2 separate regions of the Pan troglodytes genome follow, and region 1 is linked to region 2. A link is a contact called in public Hi-C data. All regions are on one chromosome and are shown on one strand. The core of a region is the stretch at or near the end of the contact, and the rest is flanking DNA. Distances in the headings are between cores, read along the strand shown.

The links. A called contact is a pair of places that touch in the nucleus more often than the background predicts.
Region 1: a Hi-C map of stem cell-derived neural progenitor cells shows a contact between it and region 2, with 5 times the contacts expected there. The contact joins two enhancer-like sites. A contact is called at or near these places in 1 of 7 Hi-C or Micro-C datasets (stem cell-derived neural progenitor cells) and 1 of 1 datasets of contacts at active chromatin or transcription factors (stem cell-derived excitatory neurons).

The regions. Positions count from the first base shown.
Region 1 is chr6:34,649,144-34,655,647 of NHGRI_mPanTro3-v2.0_pri, reverse strand. No RefSeq gene overlaps it. Among named protein-coding and RNA genes, the nearest start is that of TRIL, 110 kb to the left of the region's middle. Within about 2 kb of position 3,252, at least 11 of the 24 cell types and tissues checked have an H3K27ac peak or open chromatin away from gene starts, as enhancers often do. A contact at or near this core is called in stem cell-derived neural progenitor cells, where this site is marked.
Region 2 is chr6:34,493,166-34,499,305 of NHGRI_mPanTro3-v2.0_pri, reverse strand. All of the region lies in intron 5 of CREB5 (cAMP responsive element binding protein 5), which reads right to left. Among named protein-coding and RNA genes, the nearest start is that of TRIL, 260 kb to the left of the region's middle. Within about 2 kb of position 3,980, at least 11 of the 24 cell types and tissues checked have an H3K27ac peak or open chromatin away from gene starts, as enhancers often do. A contact at or near this core is called in stem cell-derived neural progenitor cells, where this site is marked.

The DNA of each region.
Region 1 (6,504 bases), core at 2,003-4,502, 160 kb before region 2:
TAGATTGTACGTATAAGTGAGATTTTGCAGTATTTGTGTTTTTGCACCTGGCTTATTTCACTTAGCATAATGTCCTCCAGGTTCATCCATGCTGTTGCAAATGACAGAAAATATGGTGTACATATATAATGGAATGCTATTCAGTCTTAAGGAATTTTTGTCATTGACATTGCTTTTAAAGTAGGGAGAAATCACGGGGGGATTTGCATTTTAGGAAGATGAATGAGAGAGAATAGCGATATGGAGGCAGAGAGACCAACAGAAGACCATTTGCCCCAAGAAAAGATTTGTGAAGGCCTAAACCCATGTGGGGATCAGAGGGAGGAGCAGGGACTAGAGGTACTCTTCAGAGAACCCTTACATCTTGGGTTCTAGTTGGATGTGAGAGCTAAGCAAGAGGAAATCTGGAATGCCTCTGAAATGTCTGTCATGGGCTCTTGGGAGAATGCAGTTTCTGGCATTGTTAATTCAGCTCGTGTTTTCCAGATGATTAAGAGGTTAGAGGCAAGAGAAAGAAGATGATGAGGTTCCTTAACAAAGTGTTATCTTTGTGGTTCTTATGGTATGCCCAAGTGTCCACACAAAGAGAATAATGGATTCAGGAGAGAGGTCCACACTAGAGATAAGGACTTGGAGGTCAGCAGAGGTCTGTTCATCTCTCGAGGAGGGAGAATAGATAGGAATAGGGTCAGGAAGGTGGCCAATACAGAGCCTTGAACACACCTACTTTAAAATCTGGAGGAGTGGGGGTGAGAAGGAAATCCTTCTAAAGAGGGCTGAAAAGAAACAAACAAGACAAACAGGAGATAAAATCCAGACAGAGTTGTGACTGAGCCCAAGGGACGGTGTGAATCTCCAGGAGAAAATTGCCCAAGAGGTAAAAATTCATGGAGAAGCCAACAGAATATCCATGAAAGTTATCCACTTAATATAGCAAGCCATTTGCAGGCCAATGATAATTACAAAAGCCATTTCAGGACACCAGATTGTAGAGGGTGGACTTGTAGCATGGTAGGTGTTCATCAAACATTTGTTGGATTGAATTACACAGGGTTACTGCCATCCTGGAACAGGCCTTGATGCTCAGGGAAGGGGTAGATGTTAGAGAAGAATGCGGTCTTTATTGGACATTCCAGTTTGGTCTAGGACCAGTAGCCCTGGATCAATCTGGAGAGGAGGCTTCCTCTTCCCAGCCTGTTGAGTCTTTGCCAACATTTTACTGCTCTGATCCATTATCAGTGTGTCACCCCTTTGCCATGCATAGAAACAGTAAGTGCAAAGAAAATGCACTGTGGGGGTGGATGACTCAGAAGGTTTGGCAATGGATAAACAGCATTTTACCTTTAGTGGTGATAGATAGAGGGCCCGCAAGGCAAAGACTGCTGTCTGCTTCTCCTCACCGGAGTCCTCCTCCTACTGTATTTTTGTGTAGCTCCAAGCATGCCACAAGTACCCACAACAAACCATTAATTAAAGCTGGTTTCTGGTCTAGGTTTAAAAACTCCAAAGTTGTCACATGGAGGGGCGTGTGTGTGTGTCAGAGGGAGAGAGAAAGAGAGAGAGCTTCACTAACCTTTATAGCCACTGCCTCTCTTATTCACCCATCTAACTTAGCAGCAGGCACTGAAGCCCAAATCGAAGAAGAAACCCAGTGTGCTCTGTCCTTGGAGGTATCTCCAGAGTACAGTGTCTTGTGCCTGCCACTGCTAGACATTCAGAGAATACTGACTGACAGATAGGAGGGATGAGGTGGCATCTTCTGGCACTCTGAATTTCCTTCATACTTTTTCTGATTTGGATTGTGTGGGTTGTACCAGCTAGTGTTCAACCTCAGACCCAGAACCAATATATCCATTCAGAGATGTCTTACTAGGAATTGGCTTATGCTGGCCGGGCGCGGTGGCTCACGCCTGTAATGCCAGCACTTTGGGAGGCCGAGGGGGGTGGATCATGAGGTCAGGAGATCGAGACCATCCTGGCTAACACGGTGAAACCCCGTCTCTACTAAAAATACAAAAAAAATAGCCGGGCGTGATGGCAGGCGCCTGTAGTCCCAGCTACTCGGGAGGCTGAGGCAGGAGAATGGCGTGAACCCGGGAGGCGGAGCTTGCAGTGAGCCAAGATCGTGCCATTGCACTCCAGCCTGGGTGACAGAGCAAGACTCCGTCTCAAAAAAAAAAAAAAAAAAAAAAAAAAAAAAAAAAAAAAAAAAAAAAATTGGCTTATGCTGTTGTGGGAGCTGCCTAAGCACATCCAAAGTCCACAGGACAGGGAGTCAGGAGGGGAAGCTAAAAAGCAGAGTGGAGCTCTGGGCATGACTGCGCTGTTGTTCATGGATGTGACCTCCTCTCTGTCTCTGTCTCTCTCTGGGGAGTCTTGGCTGTGCTTTGAGGGCTTCCAACTGATTAGGCCAGGCCCACCCAAGTTATCCAGTATAACCTCCCTTACTTAAAGTGAACTGATTAGTGACTTGAATGACATCATCAAACCCTTTCACAGTAACAGCTAGATTAGTGTCTGGTGAATCAATGGGAACTTTAGCTTAGTCAAGTCGACATATCAAAAAAGCCATCACATGGGGTTAAGAATAATGTTAGAGATCCTGTGGACAGGTAAAGAATAGGGTGTGTGTGTTTGTGTGCGTGTGGGTGTGTTTACGCGTGCGCGCGTGTGTAGGGAGGGAGGAAGAGGGAGTTGGAAGTCTTGGGACCCTCCTTTCTCTTCCCTTTGAAGTCTCACAAAAGTCTGTCGGGGGAAGATAATTGGCGTCTAACACCTTGCCGAGAGAAACCATGCCCTGAGGTTCTGCAACCCCGACACGCTGATGGAAGAACCATGTTTGCTGGCAGAGCCCCTGGTCCAGTGCTTTAGATAGGAGGCACCCACCCCGCCGGCAGGGCTGCTCCACAGTGTTGTGCGGCATGGCGCCTGGCGCCGGATGATTTCCCCACGGCGGCGCCAGAGGGCGCCCGAACTGAGGATTCGGCCCAGGACTCCCAGAGGAGACCGGCAGGTGCGGCGACGCCCAGGACTCCCGCACGCCCCGCGGCCCCGGCACGGGCACCGCACCTTCCCTGGCTACCCAGGCTACCTCCTTCACGTGCACATTTCAGGGATGGGCAGGCCGACTCCTGGGAGCAAGGAGCTTGTCTTTGTAAAGGGCGGGAGGAGGTGGCTGCTGCGGAGGGAGGCGGCAGCCTCAGGGCCCGGGAGGCTCCGTGCCTCTCTAGTCCATGCTCTCGGCTCCTCCCTCTTACTCTCAGACCCAGGGTCAACTTTTCTTGGGGCTCGGACTTTCGGAAGGCTCGCTGTCCCAGGAGGGAGTACGGCCCCGGCATGCGCTCCCCGACTTGGCCACCGCCTCCCTGAAATCCTCCCGTGGGTGCGCAGCGTGCCCGAGACTCAGGCGAGGTGCCCCCTCTGCGCGCTCCACACCCGGGCTGCTGCGGAGTGCAGCGGGATCTGCGCTTCCCTGCCACTTAACCGCCCCTCGCAGAAGCCCCTGCCCCCTAAACAGTCAGGGCCCAAGGCAAAGAAGCAGGTCTTTTGCGTAGTTTTTGTTTTGTTTCAATCAGGAGCTTAAAAAGGATGTATACTAATGTCACTCTTCTCTCCGTTAAACGTTCGGAATCTTAATGCAATCCTTTTTAAAAGCAATACAAATTTTGAGGGAAAGAAAAATCACTAGAGGACTTTATGGTTAAAGGTTTTAATGCAATGGTAGTATTACAAAAATAACTGGCATAGTTTTTTTTTTTTTTGCAATTCTCAAAGGTGGTGGCGAACAAGGACAAAACAGATCAGACAGTTGGAAATGATAAAGAAAGGCTTCTGCGCTCATAATTTTCACTCAAAGTACTCATAATTTGCGCAATTGGAACAGTTAAACACTCAGTGAGACTGAGCAATAAACACATTTCTCACTCAAACATAGCAGAGGTCAGGGAAGGAAGCCCGTGTTCTTCTTTTCTTGTCTGATGTAGGCACCTCCCTGGCCACAGCTTATTTGTGTAGTTTTGGAAAACTCTGACAGAAATGAGTGTCTGGGAGGCTTCTCAGTTGTCAAGAAGCTTCTTATATTTCCTAAAGAAACTCAACCTAGATTCATTAAGCCAAGTCACAGAGCAAAGAGAATTAAATATTTTTCTAAGGCTGCAACTAATCCTGAAACTTAAATATAGTGGGGGAGGGGAATCTGACATATGAAAGGTCTGTGACATTTTTATGGAAAATGTATAGAGATGTTGTGTCTAAATATCCTCAGATGAGGAAAAATGGATTTTTTTTGTTTTTTCAAAACAAAAACCAAATGATTTTCATCCACCTATTCCCAGACCTCTCCTTATAGACTTCAATTAAGTATCCTAACGTCTTTTTTTTGAGTCATTTAGGAAAATATTTATATGTCAGTGAAAGCAGGGAGATCCTTTGAAAGATCTTGCTAATGTATGTTAGAGTAAGGCCAACTCTTGTATTTATGATGGTTTTTCTTTTTCATCGAAATTGTAAGCTCACATTAAGGATTTTCCCTCCCTTTATAAACATCGGCACAGTGCCGTAACTTCCTTTATTTGCAATCAGTTATCCCATGGTTAACAAAGAACTTTTTTAGAGAAAAACGTGGCCTAATGAAATTCAGTAATTCTTTATATAAAGAAAAAAGGATCTTTTATATGCATTTTTATATGCATTAAATATATAAGCTTGGTGTGTACCTGGTAAAGTTGATTTCTGCTGACGATGTAACACAGGTAAATCAACATAGGGTCTCTAGCACATTATAGGGTCTAACACTTTATTGGGTTTTACCTTCAGGTAAAGACTTCTATTAAGAATATACAAGTGCCTGCATACCTAACCTGCCTTGTTTTCCACAGGGCTGTATACATAATCTCTTTTTAAAAATTTGTTTAATCAAAGCTTGCTATATTGAATACATTTAATTGGAATCCAGTGGTTAAAGAATATAAAAATTTACTGCTGTAGAAAAGTTTTGATTAGTGCTTTCCATTAGTGAGTGTTGTTGAGTAAACCCTCTAACAGCATATTTGAGTTCAGACAAGAACTGACTTAGCAAAACAGGTGATGCTTTCAACTGTACAAATATATTATTTCCCATAAATATTCCTAATGAAAGAGGTGGTCTGTTTCAGAGGAAGTAACTGCAATGACGACTTTTAAATAATCGGAAAAAAAGTTCCCAACCTTGATAAATATGTGCACAGGGACTGAAAGGGTGAATTATTAGGTGAGGAAAGGTAGAGTCTAGAAATCCTGCCCCATGTATGTTATAAAGTAAGCTGCACAAAAGCATGGCAGATAGCATCTGTGAGCCAATGCCATTTTCCTGCATCAAGATCTTTCCCTTTCTTCTTGCATCAAAAAAGTGAATTCAAATACAAAGAAAGGATGTTTTACCCTACTGAAATGTTGCAGGCAGAAGAAAGTTTGTGCTTTTTCTTTTTTTTACAAAAAAAAGAAAAAGAAAAAAATACGTTTGAACAAAATTAAAATACAAGAAGGTTCAATTCTCAGAATTTAACAATTAATTTTCATTCAGTGCTTAGCTATCGACTACAGACTTTATTAGTTAACAACAAAAGCAAAGATGCAGGTTTTAAAGGGAACTTTGGTTCCCCTTTTCCCATTTATGATTCTCCAATTCAGGAAGGGCTACATTTCTTTTCAACTGTGTGTTTAAATCTGGAATCAAGATGGGAGTAGTTAAACCACCGGCTGTGTCATGAAGTAACAAGTCAGGGTTCTGTGTCTCAAATGACAAACGTCTGACTTCACCTATTGCATGGAAAAGCCCCATGTACTGGAGTCAGAGGTCTGAATCTAGATTTTTCAACTATAGAATTCCAGCCCATTTTTAGAGGGAGCTAAGTGCTGTGAATATCTTCATGCACATGAAGTGTGTGTGTGTGTGTGTGTGTGTGTGTGTGTGTGTGTGTGAAGGCTACACAAGTGGGCAGGGCAGTAGAAGAAAGGGAGAGGAATTGGGGATGCAGAAAGCCTCTGCTTTGGAATATTGCATGTTTTCCTTTTCTATTATTCACAATGAATGTAAAGAATATTTTATAGAGAAGTAAATCCCCCCTTCTTTTTCAAAATTAGTGACAGTTGTAGGTGACTATTTTGTTCTGTCATTGTTCAGACGTTGTGTGTGAACAACGTCAGGGATGTAATGTATGACCGACTTTTGTGTATGATACCCACTTATAGATTGAAAACTGAAAAAGTTCAGAGAGAAATTTGTGTACACACAATTGTTCTTTCTCTTTCAATATCACCACTGTTGGCTGACAATGAAAATGTGAAGAACATCTCATTTTGTGTTACATCCCAATGTTCTGTCTTTGCAAAAGCAATACCTCAATATAATGGATGGAATTCAATGACAGTGGCAAACAATACTACTTACAATGCTATGTATGAAAAGAATGTTATACCATAACAGTACATTGCAGAAAAATGACATTTCATGTTAGAATTATTTGA
Region 2 (6,140 bases), core at 2,731-5,230:
AAAAAAAAAAAAAAAAAAGAAGAAGAAAGGAAGAAAGGAAGAAAGGAAGGAAGGAAGGAAGGAAGGAAGGAAGCAAACCTTGGTCATCCTGGCTTAAATATGAAAATGAAACAAGAGTATGAGACAAGGCAGCCTCACAGAGCAAATGGCCCAGCCCATGGCTTCCCACCCAGTCCCTCTCCCTCCCTTATTGTGAGTATCTCGCTCAAAACCCACTTCTGTGCTTTTGCATATGAAAAATGAGGCTGTAAAAGGGTCAGCCTGTAAAAGGCATAGCTAGTAAAAAATAATTGGAGGGCATTGAATACAGACGATGTGCACCGTTCATAAGATAATTAGTCCCGGGATCCTTACTATGTTGCTCCTGATGTTCCTCATGCCAGGAAGAATTCTGATGTGTGGAGAAATTATAACACAGCTTACTCAACAGAGAAGCTATAACAGAATGCACATTTCCAAGACCATTCCCAGCAACTTGAAAGCCTCATCCCATGTCTTGCCTTCATAAAACATAGCATTTCCACACTGTGGCTGTTTTAATAAACCAATGAATAGTTCTCTCCAATCTGTTTGCTTTTAGTGAACTTATTTTCTTTCCCCAAAGAAGCTGGCACTATAATGTCAGACAAATGTCTAGAATAACCATGCACTGCTCTGGACACCAATGAATAAAATATAGCAAATACTGCCTATCCTCATGGTGCATTATTCCACTTAGAAAATGGTATAATTGGATAGTACTGGGAGGGGATTCATGTATTTTTGAGTCGTGGGGTTATTTTCTGGTAATTGCCTGACTTGAAACTTTAATCAGGAAGTTCTCTTAGCCCTGTGAGTGTGGTTTTTTTTTTTTTTTTTGCCGGGGGGGGGGGGGGGGGAGGGGGGGTTTGGGGGATGAGGAAGAGAGACTATTAAAGAATTGAGAAAATGGCTAAGTCCCGCAGGCCTTTTTTTCTTGTCATACAGTTGTTGTCAAAAAGATTCACTATTATGTCTGGGGATAGGGAAACTCAATGGCATTTTGCGTTCAGTAAAAATGTCTCAAGCCATTTTTCAAACATTTTGAGGTTTGGCACAAACCTGAAATCCATCTTGCCAAGCACTTTCCCCCCTTAATTCTTAAACCCATGTGTCTTTCAAGGGAAATTTAATCCGTATGTTTCTGATTCATTTACACTTAACTCATCAAAATGGTGTTTTGTAAGAGCTATTTGATGTTCAAGAAGTCTTATGAGCTTCTCTTTTTATAAGTCTGAAAAGCCTTTCTTTTTGAGAACCCAGAAAATTGTATTTTACCAGCTGTAGGCCAAATGATTTGAGCTGTGTTAAAAATCAAGAACCTGCTGAATTTAGGAGGCAAACAGCAGACACAATGACATAAATAAACATCCACACGTGTCCACCTGCTCATACATCAACTGAAGACCTTTCTAACTCATTCCTTCCCTGAAGAAGTCTATCTCTTAAGGCCAAAGAACAAATGACAATGCTCAGGCAGAAAAGAACGATGGTCCTACAGCAAAAATCCCCACTGCTTCTGGAGATTCCCAATTGCGATTCCCAGCTCAGAATCCATGGAAATAAATCAGATTGCATTTTGTTAGATGAATCTATTACCTAAGAAATAAATTAATCATTGAAGGCCAGAACTAGATGGATGTCATGAAATTTCTAATCCAGTAGGATTTGGATTTTGTTGCAAGGACCTCTGGGAGGGGGTGGGGGTGACTTACGGGAGGAGATATGGACCAGTCAGGGATCTGTTTTCCATAATGGGCTTTTCCACAAGAGGATTTCTTAAAAAGTAGTCTGAGGGTACCCTCAGTTTGAAAACAAAATACTTTAATTTTATATGAGGACACAGAGTTTGGGGAAAGGAATCTAGGAGTTGGGACAAAACTTGAAATACAACCCAGGTCCCCTGATCCTTGCCCAGCATTCTGGTGGCCTTTCTATGATACCAGTGTGTTTCCAATGCTGACTGCACTTCATTAGGGGGCCAATTCGTGAGAAATTGGTGAAATCAGCTTAATCTGACATTATCAGCATTTTAGAACAATAGATACATATCTAATACATCAGATATCCAAATAATGTTATACACAGTAAAAATTAAGTATTATTCCATAAAAATTATGTGTGTATATATAAATATGTATGTGTGCATATATAAATATGTATGTGTGCATATTATACACATAATCCAATGTACATATGTGTGTGTATATAAATATATACACATGTATATATTTCCATGGGTATATATACACACAAATATATATGTGTGTATAACACATATACACACATATATGTGAAGTATATATACACATATATGTGTGTATGTAATGTGAGTATGTGTGTATATACATTACACATTACATACACACATATACGTATGTGTATATATGTATATGTATATATACGTATATATACACACGTGTATATATACGTATATGTATATATACGTATATATACGTGTGTATATATACGTATATGTATACGCATGTGTATATATACGTATATGTATACGCATGTGTATATATACGTATATGTATACGCATGTGTGTATATATACGTATATGTATACGCATGTGTGTATATATACGTATATGTATACGCATGTGTGTATATATACGTATATGTATACGCATGTGTGTATATATACGTATATGTATACGTATGTGTCTATATACGTATATGTGTGTATGTAGTGTGTGTATGTGTATACATGTGTACATATATATGTGTAGGTGTATATATATGTGTACATATATATGCATATGTGTGAGTATACTGGGCTGTGATACAGAATATATTTCCCACTATTGCTCATATCAAAAAAATTTAAAAACTACTATACAGAAAACCACATTTTCTTCCCGGATGGTTCAGCCAATAGTTGTTTTCAATTTGCCTCATTAAAGATCACGTGGCTGGAAAAACCCTATAAGATCCTTCTCACTTCAGTAGAGGAAATGGTACAAAACACTGGCCCATTTCAAAGGGAGCTTAAATACACAGCTCAGAAGAAACGAATGAAGAAAAAGAGGAGGAGGAGGACAGATAACTCTTTGAGAAAAGAAAGGGTCATAGCCATCTTCCTATGATTTACAAATGGCAGGAAGGATTTCTGATTTGCATTCAGTGCATCTGTACAGCTGAAGATGCAGACATATGAGCCCCAGCATAGTTCCACAGTGCATTTTCCAAGCACTTAACAATCATTAATTAGTTAGAAACATCCTTTCAAGGTCGGGAGGCACAATAGTTCATCTCCACACAACGGAGCTTTGGAGGCTCCCAGGCAGCCGAATGGTACGGCACCTGGGTAATGACTGTGGGAAGATTAATTGGGTTAACTGGCTGTGAAGAATCTTGTGAAAATGCTGCTCCACTGCACTGTCAGATGTCAGAGAAGGCCAGCGTCCTTTGTGCCTAGCAGCTGAAAGCTGCCTCCATGGGAAAGGATGCAAAGTCATTAAAACAACTATGAATTACCCTTTGCTCTCTTTTTTTCAGAATCATAATGAAGTGACAAGTTTTCTGTGGTCACAAAGTGCTGGAGTCTCTTTGGGATTAAAGTGCAAAGTGGGGCTGTTTGGGAATTGTGGTCTAAAACTGTTCCCTAGGTGGGGAGGAAGAGGGAGGAAGCAGTGTGTTCAGAGCCCAGAGGTCACATCCTGCAGGTGGGTGGGTGCTGGTTCTGGGGCAGCTTCCAAGCTCTGTCCTCATCGGACATGCACTCAGTGTAGCCAGGGCTCAGGCAGGGAGAGGGAGGAGAGAAGAGAGTGGTGGGAAGCAAAGAGCTGGACTCCAGGACATTTACCCCAATGCTATTAGGGCACACAACTTCTGGCCCACTAACTAGACCCCAGTGGGGCTGATGGCTGGAGGCAAAAAGCAAGCTATCTTGTGGCCTCTGCACCCCTCTCTCCAGACCAGAGGGAGGAGTCTCTGCACAGCTGCCTGAATGATTTCCAGAGTCTCAAGGGCCTGCCTGTTGGTTGCTCCCTCCCACCCCACCATCCCCAGGAGTCAGAATTCAAAAAGGGACTGCAAAGCATTAGCCTGGGCAATATGACAGAATTCCTGGTACCAGGAAGCTCACTGGCCTGGCAGGGCAGAAATGTGCTCCTCACCGCCTTAGAGCTTGGTCTGGGCCCTGACACCAATGGTTTTATGATATAGAATAACTCTCTTCACATTTTTGGATGGCTTCAGTTTCCCTCCCTCCCTCCTGTCTAGCTCTGTGGCCCAGGCTGTAGTGCAGTGGTGCCATCATGACTCACTGCAGCCTGGAACTACCGGGCTCAAGTGATCCTCCTGCTTCAGTCTCCCGAGTGGCTGGGACTACAGGTGCATGATACCATGCCCGGCTAATTTTTTAATTTTTTTTGTAGAGATGGGGTCTCCCTACATTGCTCAGACTAGCCTCAAACTCTCGGGCTCAAGCTATTCTCCCATCTTGGCCTCCCGAATTGCATGCTGTGATTACAAGAGTTAGCCATCGTGCCTGGCCTTTGATTTCGTAATCTGTAAGGTGAATGGGTTGGGTTGAAACATCAATCTTTAGGTTCTGGCTTCATCAGTGCATTTAGAATTATAAGACTGGGTCAGGCTAAGTAGCTCACGCCTATAACCCTGGCTACTCAGGAGGCTGAGGTGGGAGGATTGCTAGAGTCCAGGAATCTGAGACTAGCCTGGGCTACATAGGGATACCCAGTCTCCACAAAAAAATTAAAAACATAGCCATGTGTAGTGGTGTGCACCTGTAGCTCCAGCTACTTCAGGAGGCTGAGGCAGGAAGACCATTTGACCCCAAGAGTTCGAGGCTGCAGTGAGCTGTGATTGTGTCACTGGGTGACAAAGCGAGACCCTGTCTCTAAAGAAAAATTTTTTAAAAAGAATTGTAAGATGATTATTCTACTACTAAGGAAGTTCTGGATGGTGAGAGCAAATTCAAATCAAATGACGTTCCCTGTGACCTGTACACGTCACAGGGAGCTTCCTGTTTGCCCTCACAGGAAGGAAATGGCAAAAAGCAGCCATGTACTGAACTAGGACAAGATCTGAACTCAGAAAAATAATCTGGCTATAGAGAGGCCACTGCATGATCCATATTAGGGTGGATGCTGGTGAGAGCAAAACTAAAGGCGAAAATGCTACGCAAGAGCAATTTACATCTACCTTTACACTAAATGGGTTCATTATAATTGCTGTTATTATGATTAATTTCAGAGGAATTAAATGGGATCAGTCCTTTATTGCAACGTGTTGCTGAGCTGACGGAAGTGTTATGATAAATAAGAAGGTCAAGAAGAGGCAGATGCAAAAGAAGTTACTCTATGCCATCTAAAAAAGAAATCTACTACTTAACAAAAAGCAGTGACAAAAGACCCTGCTCTTTTGATGTTGAAATAAACTACAGTACATTAAAGTGAGAGCTGAAACCTCGTTTTCTGACCAATGGCATGTACAGCCAGAAGTATGATTCTCTCTTCACCTCTCCACCCACTCATGACCTCACCCGCATTCTGTGACTTGGTTTACCTTTCTTGGAAGGAACTGTTAAATGACAATATTTCTCTCTACATTATTAATGCCCAAAATATATTATTATCCAGACTTCCAAAGAAGTCAACTGGTTCCATTATTAAATAACTAACATTTGCTGAGCACTTACTATGCTAAGTGTACTATGCTCTTATGAATTCCATTCCATAGATGAAGTAACCGAGGCTCAGAAAGCTTCAATAGATTGTCAAAAATCACATAATTAGCAAATGGCAAAGCCAGAGTTTGCCCCCAGGTCTGTCTGACTCCAAAACAATCCACAGGGCCCAATCTCATCTGGCCATATTGATTACGAGTAATTAGGCTTCCCCTCTCTGCACAAAAGCTTGTTTTGCAGACATTTTTTTCCTTTTTTTTTTTTTTTTAAGCAGTGATACCAGCCCCATTGAGGGCAGAGGGGCAGAGCCAAGTGGGCAGACAGACCCAAAAGGCTGCAAGAGGGCCAGCTGGACTGTCTGCCGTGTCAGCACATGGGTGCAGCCCAACATGACTTCAATTCAAGATCTTTGATTTGCAAAATAAAAAGTTGATGGACTCCTAAAACGTGGTAATTCATGGTAGCCATT